Linked DNA regions of Oryctolagus cuniculus: all the other regions are linked to region 1. Evidence: chromatin contacts called from public Hi-C and Micro-C data. All regions are on one chromosome and are shown on one strand. The core of a region is the stretch at or near the end of the contact, and the rest is flanking DNA. Distances in the headings are between cores, read along the strand shown. Region 1 holds the start of LOC100338504 (large ribosomal subunit protein eL32). Region 2 overlaps LOC138849312 (a long non-coding RNA gene). Region 3 has its middle 15 kb from the start of APOD.

Region 1 (3,538 bases), core at 553-3,052:
CTGCAGTACTGGCATTACATCTGGGCACTGGTTTGATTCCTGGGTGCTCTACTTGCAATCCAGCTCCCTGTTAATGTGCCTGGGAAAGCAGTAGAAGATGGCCGAAGTTCTTGGGCCCCTGCCACCTAAAAGTGGGAGACCTGAATGAAACTCCTGGTTCCTGACTTCAGTCTGGCCCAGCTCTGGCCATTGTGACCATTTGGGAAGCAACAGGGCAATGAAGATTCTCTCTGTAACTCTGCCTTTCAAATAAATACATCAATCTTTTTTAAAAAAGAAATTGAAAAGAAAGGACAGGACAGGACAGGACTGGACAGGAAAGCACTGGTGCAGGTGTAAATTTCCAGCAGCAAGAGGGGTATTCATAGTCTTACCATTGTCACTAAGAGTTAATGTCGGAAGTCTGAATAGAAATTGATGAAAAGTTGAAACTATTCACTTGAATACACCAAAAGAAACCATAAGGACACGGGTAAAATAGAAAACAAAGACTCCAAGGCAGTTATATGGGAGATATAGGTCATCTAAAAATGGATTATATATTTTTAAAAGGCAGACAGACATGTAATAACTACTACTTAACATGAATAACCAAAAATATTATAATCTGACACTATTATGAGTCAGTGACTCACCAGTTTGTATCACAGAATTACTCATATTTCATACTATGCTCACCAGGACAATAACATGATAGTTTACTTTCCTAAGACTTAACCATTCTCAGCGTCATAAATAAAGTAAGTTGCACCACCAACGAAAAGCATCAGTGTTTAAATATGAAGAGTAGGTAATAAGCTTAAAAAGTCATTAGTGGTAAAGAAGATTCACCTTCAGAATAGTAAATAAGTAAAATCTACTTCCTATGACTGGGAAAGAGTCGCTACAAAGGGCTGGTTTTCAAAAGACTTAAAAAAAATCACATAGACTGCCAATCCAACAGCCAAGAGAATTAACATTGGAAAGATATGACATGCTCTCCAACTAAAGGGATGTAAAAGAAATCTTTCACATTAAATATCTGTTGCTGGGATGGACACCAATGTAGCAAAGACATCTGCATCCCATATCAGAGTGCCTGGGTTTGATTCACCACTCGGCCTCCTTATTCCCCACTAACATAGACCCTGGGAGGCAATGATGATGGTTCAATTAACTGGGTTCCTGCCACCCATATTGGAGACTTGGAAGGAATGCCTGGCTTTGGCCTGGCACAGTCTTGGCCCTTGTGGGCATTTGTGGAATAAATCTGTGGATGGGAGCTTTCTGTCTCTTACATAAATAAAAAATGAAAACAAAAACTCCATCATGTTTCTTTTAAAAATTTTAAGTTTTCATTAGCTCATTATGACAAAATATGACCTGAAAACATTTAAAACAAACTACAATTTAAAGATGACAGATATCCTTGTCCAAAGCCAAGTAGATCATAAAACAAAGCCACATACTATAACATATGGTCTTAAGTTAACAAATACTCTTTAAAAACTTTTTTGAAATTTGCCACAGGAGTTGAAATTTTAGAAACATTCAGCATCACAATAAAATATGAGTTTTCTCCTGCAATTTTAAATCAAATTATATCTAAGACGGAGAGGATCAAAAGTCTCAGTGATACTTTCAAAACATCAAACCTTGATTTGATTCTTCTGTATTCATGCTTTCTCCATCTGCAGTCTCTGACATTTCTTCATCTTCCTCATCATCATGTAGGTCTTTCGAAATTAACTGTCTAGCTAATTTAATATTTAGTCCTTCATTGTAGTGAAGCTTCCTTTTCATTTCAAATTGTCGCTTTTTTTCTGTAAGATACCAAAAAAACAAGCTCAGAAAGTCTCAGCTCAAGAGACTAAGTTTTACTGGGAAAGTCATGTTTGTTTTCATCATGTTTAATGCTGTTTTTGTGCTCAATGGCAGAGTTAAGTAGTTTGCAAAAACACTGCAGACAACAAAATCTAAAATATTACTACCTGGTGCTTTACAGAAAAGTTTGCTAACTGCTGCTTTAAATTGTTCAAGTGTATCTCAAGAGAAGACAGGAGTAAGAGTTGTTAACGCCCTGGCCTGGGGCGTCAGCATCCCACACGGATGCCAGTTCTAGTCCCGGCTGCTCCACTTGCAATCCAGCTCTCTGCTATGGCCTGGGATAGCAGTGGAGGATGGCCCAGGTACTTGGGCCCCTGCACCCACATGGGAGAACCGGAGGAGGCTCCTGGCTTCGGATCGGTGCAGTTCTGGCCGTTGCAGCCAATTGGGAGTGAATCATAAGAAGGAAGACCTCTCTCTCTCTCTCTCCTCTCTCCTCTCTCTCTCTCTGTGTAACTCTGACTCTCAAGTGAAAAATAAATAAATCTTTAAAAAAAAAGAATTATATTTGAGATAGAATTTAAATATATTTCCTCATCAGGAGTTGAATGGGGGAAAAAAAGCATGTTATAATACCATATACATATTATGTACAAAGCCTGTACACATACATATACAAGCACATATGCAAAATACTAAACAACAATTAACAGTGGTTAATTCTAGGTCAAGAACTATATCATAGTTTTAATATATAAACAGGAGGTCGGTGCCATGGTGCAGCGGGTTAAGCCCTGGCCTGAAGCACTGGCATCCCATATGGGCGCTGGTTCTAGTCCCAGCTGCTCCTCTTCTGATCCAGCTATGGCCTGGGAAAGCAGTAGAGGATGGCCCAAGTCTTGCACCTGAGTGGGAGACCCAGAAGAAGCTCCTGGCTCCGGATCAGCCCAGCTACAGCCATTGCGGCCATCTGGGGAGTGAACCATCAGATGGAAGACATCTCTCTCTCTCTTTCTCTCTCTGCCTCTTCTCTCTCTGTGTAACTCTGACTTTCAAATAAATAAATAAATTCATATATATATATATATAAAAAAACAGGAAACATTCTCTCATGTACATAGCAGACTTATATAATTTTTAAGTAGTGACAAGTGGGGCTTGTATTGTGGTGGAGAGGGTTAAGCTGTTGCCTGTGACACCAGCATCCCATATGGGTCCCGGCTGCTCCACTTCTGATTCAGCTCCCTAATAATGTATCTGGGAAAGCAAGGGAAGATCTTGATAGAGTTCTAGAATCCTGGCTTTGGCCATGCCCAGTTCAAGCTTTCATAGCCATTTGGGGAATAAACAAGCAGATGGAAGATTCTAACTCTGCCTTTCAAATAGCAAATAAATAACTAAAGTGACAAAGCACTGAGTTATAATTCCTTATTTGCAAAGATCTCTGATTTCCAATAAAAAGCTGATCTCATAGAAGCAGAGAGTACAACAGTGGTTACCAGAGCCTGGGGGTGGTTTGAGAATGTTTGGAGGTAAGATGGAGAGAGTTGGTTAACAGGTATAGGTGTGGGTTTCATTTCAGAAAAAATTTCGAGTTTTCTGCGTAGTACTAAGGGCAGGCACCATGGCCGCCCTCAGACCCCTGGTGAAGCCCAAGATCGTCAAAAAGAGGACCAAGAAGTTCATCCGCCACCAGTCGGACTGCTATGTCAAGATTAAGCATAACTGGCGG
Region 2 (3,538 bases), core at 647-3,146, 89 kb after region 1:
AACGCTGGAGCCAGGAGCCAGAGTCAGGACCTGAGCTCAGGAACTCTGATGTGAGATGCAGGTGTCTAACAAGCCTCTTAACCACTAAATTCCCACCCATCTATTGAAGAATTTTAAAATTCAATAATGTGAGAGTAGAAACACTTCAAAAATTAAAACCAAGTATGAACAGCAATTTCTTTTTTTTGTAATAATTGTGAAATGTATCTTTTTATAAAAGGTATTTATTTGAAAGTGAGAGTAGGGAGAGGAGAGAGAGAGTTCTTTCATCTGGTGGTTCACTCTCCAAGTGGCCACAACAGCTGGGGCTGGGGAGGCTAAAGCCAGGAGCCAGGTGCACCATCTGGGTCTCCCACATGAGTGGAGAAACTCAAGCACTTGGGCCATCTTCCACTGCCTTCCCAGGTGCATTAGCGGGGAGCTGGGTTGCAAATGGAACAGTCAGGACTCAAATCCGCTCTCTGAAACGGGATGCTGGTGTTAGAAGTGGCAGCTTAGCCCCTGCGCCGCAACACTGGCCTCAACTCAGAAACTTCTTTCAAAGACCTCTGCCAGTGTTGTTACCCCCTACTCTCACTCTCACTTCTTATCCTGAAAATACCTCCATCCACCCGCCTCTTCCATGGGAAAGAACTTCTTACTGAGTTTTCAAGGAAGACAGGTCATTGTCGTAACCACTGTGTGAGACGCGCAGTAGCAGTATTAGCCTCTCATGTAACTGACGGGAAAGTTTTGCTTTCCCCCAGTCAGTCACAGGGAGGGAAGCTCTGGCGCCACCTGGCTCCTTGCTCTGACAGAGGTCGTTCTGCTCTGAGGTACAGGGGATGCAATCACGGCACACCTGTGAGAGGGCTAGCAGGTGCTTTCCCCAGGTACCCATGGCTCCCGGCAGTGCGCTCCCTGAGGCAGGTTTTGAAAGAGATGAGGGCTGGGGATGGCAGCAAGGGAGGCTGCACACAGTGAGACAGGGGTCTGAGCAGCCAGGCACCAGGTGGGATTGGGGGTGAGGGGTGCAATATTGACCCTCCCGTGGCCCGAGGCCATCCCTGAAAAGCCAAAGTCACAAAGGTGTACTCTTGAGTCTGGCGCTGTGGCTTAGAGGGTAAAGCTGCCGCCTGCAGCGCCGGCATCCCACATGGTGCCGGCTGCACCACTTCTGATCTAGCTCTCTGCTATGGCCTGGGAAAACAGTGGGAAACGGCCCAAATCCTTGGGCCCCTGCACCCGTGTGAGAGACCTGGAAGAAGCTCCTGGCTCCTAGCTTCCAGCATACAGCTCTGTAACTCTGCCTTTCAAATAAATAAATAAATACATACATACATAAATAAAAAATAATAAAAAAAAGATGCTGCTTGGGCTGCCTGCATCCCATATTGGAGGGCTTGGGTTCATGCCCAGTCTCTATTTCCAATTCCAGCTTCCTGCTCATGTGCACCCTGACAGGCAGCAGGTGATGGCTCAAGTAATAGGGTACCTGCCACCTGCATGGGAGGCTCAGATGGGAGTTCCAGGCTCCTGGCTTCAGCCTGGCCCAGCCCCGGCTCTTGGGGGGCATTTTCCTGTGAACCAGCACATGGAAGATCTGTCTCCCTTCTTATTAAAACTTAAAAAGTTCATAGAAAATGTATATTATGAAAAAATTATTCATGGATTTAAAAATGTTTGCAGCAAAACAAGCTTGCCTTTTGACTCCATTTTCCATAAACTTTTGGAGCGCCCTCATAGGAAGAAGGGCGTCCCGCCTGCGTTCAGCCCGGCGCTGCCTCTCCTGGGCGCTGCCTCCCCTGGGAGCCTGATGCACTCAGCCTCTGCGCCAGTGCAGCGCCTTCCCACCCGCGGCTTGGCGGCCCGGAGCCAACCTCCCGCCGTGCCTTCTGTGGCACCCGGTCTGATGTTGGAGAAGGGCGACCTCTAGCGCTGTTTCTGGAAGAGGAGCAGCGGCTTCCTCCTGTGGGAACTGTCCTGCCCAGCAGTGACAGGCAGAGACCGGTGCAGGGAGGTCAGTCCTGTCCCAGGCAGTGCCTGAGCCTTCCAACACCAGGAAGGCACTGCGTGGCGGCTGTGACTTTTGGGGGCCCCACCATCTTTGTCCACCCCATTCTTTGAGATGGAAATCACCTTTGTCCCAGCGTCCGGCAAAGTGCCACTCAATGACGTCCCCAGGCCTTTTCCTTCCAAGCAGCTTGCCTTGCTTAAGCGGCTCCTAGAAGGAATTTTGAGCTGCAGTGATTGGCCACAGGACAGGACGCCCACAGTGCTGAGGAGGCAGAGACATCGGGAAGTAAAGTGACCCGGGACTGCCTGGTGGGAGATGCACACTGTCCCCTCCTGGTCAGCAGGTACACTCAGAAGCACTTTTGTTGCCACGTCCTATGAACTATTATCTATCTCCAGCTCTGTGTGACTCTCCCAAGTTTAATGAGACCCAGTGTGGCACCAACAAGGTTCTACCAAGTGCTATTTGAATATGACTTTTGCCAAGGTCCCATTGTGTGCTGTTTGAATGTGACTTTTGTGCCCATCCACCCAAGTTTGCTTGAGATCGTCCTGGTTTGCATCTGTCACCCTAATGTGTTAATAACAATGTTCTCTTGCACTGTGAAGGGGGCCTCATTTGTGTGGCAAATTACACAATCACCCAGTTCGGATGGCCTCCGTTAGCAAGTGCTCAAGCCTGAGGATTTAGGGGTGTGGGAGGTAATGGTACCAGGAATTTGAGATTTATTGATTACCACAATCTTGTCATGATTAGTTCCACGCTTCCTGGCATCCAGACCAAAAAAAAAAAAAAAGCGTGAAGGGGTAGGAGTTGACTCTGTCTTGTCACATGGCACATGTTCTGTCTTCTGGAGGGACGTGTTTACCAGCCACTGTTAGGAGGAATTCTAAATTGCTGTATAAGAGACACTAAACAACACAAGGGATGTCGACAGAAGTTTCTATGCGGCCAGGTTTCACATTGGTTTTCAAAAATGTGCGTTTCTCATCATCAGTGAAAACGGTGGAGGGAATAAAAGTGATTCCACAGGGACCCACTGAAATAGTGTGTGTGCAGGTGCCAGGTGAACTCTGAGAGTCAAGACGTTCACCCTTTCATTCGTATTATCCTGTCTAGATCTTAGCCCTATTGATGAGGGAGCCGAGGTCCAGAAGGGACACAGCTTCCCAGAAGCAAAACCGGCACAGGCCTTGCCTTGGCTGGATCCTAGTCAAGGTGGCCCCGAGACCCATGTCAAAGGTTTGGCCCCTGAGGTGGTGGAATCTTCAGGAGGTGGGACTTAGAGCTCATTGGGGCATTCCCCTGGAAGGTAGTTCTTCTTATTCTTCCTCTTCTTCCTCTTCCTCTTTTCCTTCTCTTAAAGATTTATTTATTTATTTGAAAATCAAAGTTACACCAAGAGAGAAGGAGAGGCGGAGAGAGAGGTCTTCCCTCCACTGGTTCACTTCCCAATTGGCTACAACAGCCAGAACTGCACTGATCCAAAGCCAGGAGCCAGGAGCTTCTTCCAGGTCTCCCACATGGGTGCAGGGCCCAAGG
Region 3 (3,538 bases), core at 455-2,954, 69 kb after region 1:
AGTTGGCTTTCCCTCGCTCACTCTAGTGTCCTGCCTGCAGCCTAGCTAATGACCCCCCTGTCACCTGGAGCAGAGGATTCCCCAGGGACTTGCAAGCCAGAGGTGGACATGGCTGGGGACCAAACTCTGCAGGAATTCCACATCCTGCGCTGAAGGGGCTTGGGCAGCTCTGCTCTGCCTGTCCAGGGCCTGCAGTGGTCTCTTACGTATTCCCCACCTCCAGTCAAGGGGAGGACAAAGGCCAGTGACCTTCAACATCCCAGAGACCCAGGCCAGCCCTATGTGCCCAGGACCCGGCAGGGACCCCCATGTCCAGGACAAAAAGCCTATTGATCTGAAGCAGGCCAGAGGCCCCTCTGATCCCAGTGTCCTGAGCTTTCGATTACACATGACTTAACATTTTCCCCTTAATGATCAAATGTCTGTTTCTCTGGTACATTCTGTTTTTTTGAACTGGGCTGCTTTGATGAAGCTAGAAATAACAAAAATTTAGGAAAACAAACAAAGTCAATGTTTAAAAAGCAAAGGATTGAAAAAAAATTGGCTCAGCAAATCTGCTTCCAGTGAGGGAAGTTTCAACCATGCATAGGAACTTGTCATTCTCTTGTGAGGGACACGGAGGGGCTCATCTGGGGAAAGCTCCTGGGCATGCGGGATGTTCCCACTGTAGCCCTTGGAAATGAACATGAACTTTGCCTGTTTTGGTCTGGGATGGTCTTTATGTTGCCATAGTAACCAATCCAGGTTGAGAACTTCACTTCCAGGCAGATTCACCCTGACTCCTGCAGATGCAAGTTACTGACCCCCTTTACCCATCCTGCACTCTGCTCCTTCCAGGAACCGGGATCAGGGCCATGGAATTCCCCAGAGGCTGAGGCCTCCAACCAGGGGAAGTGACAGCTTTTCCAGGGCCCTCCACCATAGCAGAGTTTGTTTGCAAAGATGTGTGTGGCCTGCTGAGGGAACAATCGCAGGTTCTGTTGCAGAATTCTTGGGTGGGCTGCCTTCATCTGAGGCCCCAAAGAACTGAATGCATGATGGGGGAAGGAAATGTTCAAAAACCAAAAACAAAACCAAAACAATGGTACAAAGGCGGCACTGTCCCTGTGAGCGGAGGGAGTGGCAGGGTCAGCCCAACCCAGGTCCTGTGCCAGGTCTCCCACAGCATCTATGGCAGCTGGGCGGATGCACATCCCTGGTCCAGGACAGCGTGGGTGTAGAAGCCACAGGGATAAGTGCCCACAAAAGAACATCCTGCAGAGACACCCATGGGACTGTAGATTTGGAAGCTGAAGAGTGCAGGGCACACCCCAGATTTACTCTACATTTAAAAAAAAGATTTGTGTATTTATTTGAAAGTCAGAGTTACAGAAAGGGAGAGACAAAGAGAAAGGCAGAGAGGGAGGGAGATTGATCTTCCATCTGCTGGTTCACTGGTTCACTCCCCAGATGGACATAACAGGTAAGGCTGAGCAAGGTCAAAGCCGGGAGCCAGGAGCTTCATCTGCGTCTCCTATGTGGGTGGCAGGGGCCCAAGCATTTTGGGCCATCTTCTGGGTTTTTCCCAGGCCATTAGCAGGGAGGTAGATCAGAAGTGGAGCATCTGGGGCTTGAACCGGCACCCAGATGGAACGTTGGCCTCACAGGAAGAGGCTTCACCCACTACGCCACAGCACTGGCCCCCAGATCCACTTTGGCAGCCCTGTAGGGGGACTGCTGAAGAGACCGCGTCAAGGCAGGTGGTGAGCGTCCCCACGTGGGGGACACAGCCTAACTGCTCTCAGCTCAAATTCACCGACCACAGCCGGCGCCGCAGATCACTAGGCTAATCCTCCACCTTGCGGCGCCGGCACACCGGGTTCTAGTCCCGGTCGGGGCACTGGATTCTGTCCCGGTTGCCCCTCTTCCAGGCCAGCTCTCTGCTGTGGCCAGGGAGTGCAGTGGAGGATGGCCCCTTCTGCTAGGTCCCAGCTGCATCCTCTTTCTGGCCCTTGAAAGTCCTGAGCATGTGCTACCTGGTCTGGAGGAGCCAGGACACAGGCAGGGCAGGGGAGGCAGAAGGGAGGCTAGGGGAGGCTCAGACAGCCGGCGACCATCAAACCCTGCCGCCTGCCCCACTCTGCCAGTGCCCTGGTGTCTGAAGCCCACCAGCTGTGCTCCAGCTCCCAAAGCTCTCCAGGGCTGTGGCTCCTGGGAAGCCCAAGACTCCCTGGGTCCCCGTGTCCTTTCCAGCGGTGCACTCACCATGGGCAAGGAGGGAGAGAGCCAGAGAGTGGGTGAGGAAGGAGGGCAGGTGGGGAAGGCGCTCCCAGCCTCCGTACCAGGAGGGCCCACTGAGTTGTCTTCAGGTGAAATTGTTTATGTGGAACTGAAATGCAAATCCTGGGCTCCCTGGTCTGCTCTTGGTGGGTCTGCTGGGATGGCCAGTGGTTGAGCAACCCAGAGTGTGATTATTAAACTGACGGTAACAAAGCAGCTGTGAGGGAGCCAAGAGGCACAAACTCCCCGAGGCTGGCTCTGGAGGCTTTGCAAATTCCAAACAACTTTGCCAATGAACTGCAGTAACCCAGCCACAGGCCGAAGAGGGCAATCCTCACTCCAAGTGCATCCTGTCCTCGTCGAGCTGTTCTGACCCCAGATTTCTCGTGTGTGTTCTCATGGTTGACTCCCAGGAGCTTGTCCATCCTCGATGGAGTGGACACGTGAACAGGGAGGTCTGTAACCCCAGCACAAAATAACCACTTGGTGGGGGCTGTAAAGGCCCATGATGGATTCTTCTATCAAATTGTAGAACAGGGGTGTGTGTGCATGTGTGCCTGTGTGTGTGTGTGCCTGTGTACGTGTTCATGACTGTGTACAAGTATATATGCCTGTATGTGTGTCTGTGTGCGTGTATATGCATGTGTACCAGTATGTATGTGTACCAGTGTGTGTGTTGGGGGCGGTGCTGATCAGGTGAGACTAGAAGCCCTGGGAGCCCAGGGGAAAAGCAGCCGTTCGTGATGAGTCTGAGTGGTCAGACCAGAACCAGCCCTGGGGTGTGGGTGACAGCCCTGAGCCAGCTGGAGAGGGAAGAAGCAAGGGCCTGGGTGGTCCTGAACAGAGGCTGTTTGGTGGGGACAGGAGGTGATCTTCCGCAGCCCAAGGCTTCGTCATTCCGGCCTCAGCCGAGGGCTGGCCCTTTCTCCTCCTCCTCGAGCCTCTCAGCAGTGAGGGTCCCCTTCCTGGCTCTCCTCTGTCTCCACCCGCACGCTACTTCCCGGGGCTGCCTTCCGCGCTCACATCCCGCACTCTTGTCTGCACACGGGTGACGGCAGAGGGCGGTGAGCAGTCTCCACTCAGACCCTCCCCAGGTCGGGAGCGTTCTGGGCCTCGCAGGCTAAAGCAGCTGAACTGGGGCATGAAACAAGGAAGAAACCTGGGAGAGGGGAGCAGAGGAAGACCACGCTGTGACTGGTAGCCAGAATGAGCTTGGCCTTCGCTGACTCTCTGTCCCTCCTTTGGGAAACTTCTCTTTCTACAGTCCATAGCAGTCTGC

Evidence for each region. Hi-C and Micro-C count contacts between places; a contact is called where the count stands out from the background.
Region 2: a contact with region 1 is called in a Micro-C map of ear pinna, with 5 times the contacts expected there. The contact joins the enhancer-like site here to the promoter of LOC100338504 in region 1. A contact is called at or near these places in 3 of 6 Hi-C or Micro-C datasets (ear pinna, skin fibroblasts and an unstated tissue).
Region 3: a contact with region 1 is called in a Hi-C map of embryonic fibroblasts, with 1.9 times the contacts expected there. The contact joins the enhancer-like site here to the promoter of LOC100338504 in region 1. A contact is called at or near these places in 3 of 6 Hi-C or Micro-C datasets (embryonic fibroblasts, skin fibroblasts and an unstated tissue).

What each region holds. Positions count from the first base shown.
Region 1 is chr4:84,093,785-84,097,322 of mOryCun1.1, reverse strand. It overlaps LOC100338504 (large ribosomal subunit protein eL32), which reads left to right and starts at 1,802. Exons shown (of 1, transcript XM_051818932.2): 1 at 1,802-3,538. The coding sequence starts at 3,431. PPP1R2 (protein phosphatase 1 regulatory inhibitor subunit 2) reads right to left here. Exons shown (of 6, transcript NM_001082744.2): 5 at 1,635-1,802.
Region 2 is chr4:84,004,554-84,008,091 of mOryCun1.1, reverse strand. All of the region lies in intron 1 of LOC138849312 (a long non-coding RNA gene), which reads left to right. Among named protein-coding and RNA genes, the nearest start is that of BDH1, 32 kb to the right of the region's middle. Within about 2 kb of position 1,896, at least 4 of the 8 cell types and tissues checked have an H3K27ac peak or open chromatin away from gene starts, as enhancers often do.
Region 3 is chr4:84,024,602-84,028,139 of mOryCun1.1, reverse strand. No RefSeq gene overlaps it. Among named protein-coding and RNA genes, the nearest start is that of APOD, 15 kb to the left of the region's middle. Within about 2 kb of position 1,704, at least 3 of the 8 cell types and tissues checked have an H3K27ac peak or open chromatin away from gene starts, as enhancers often do.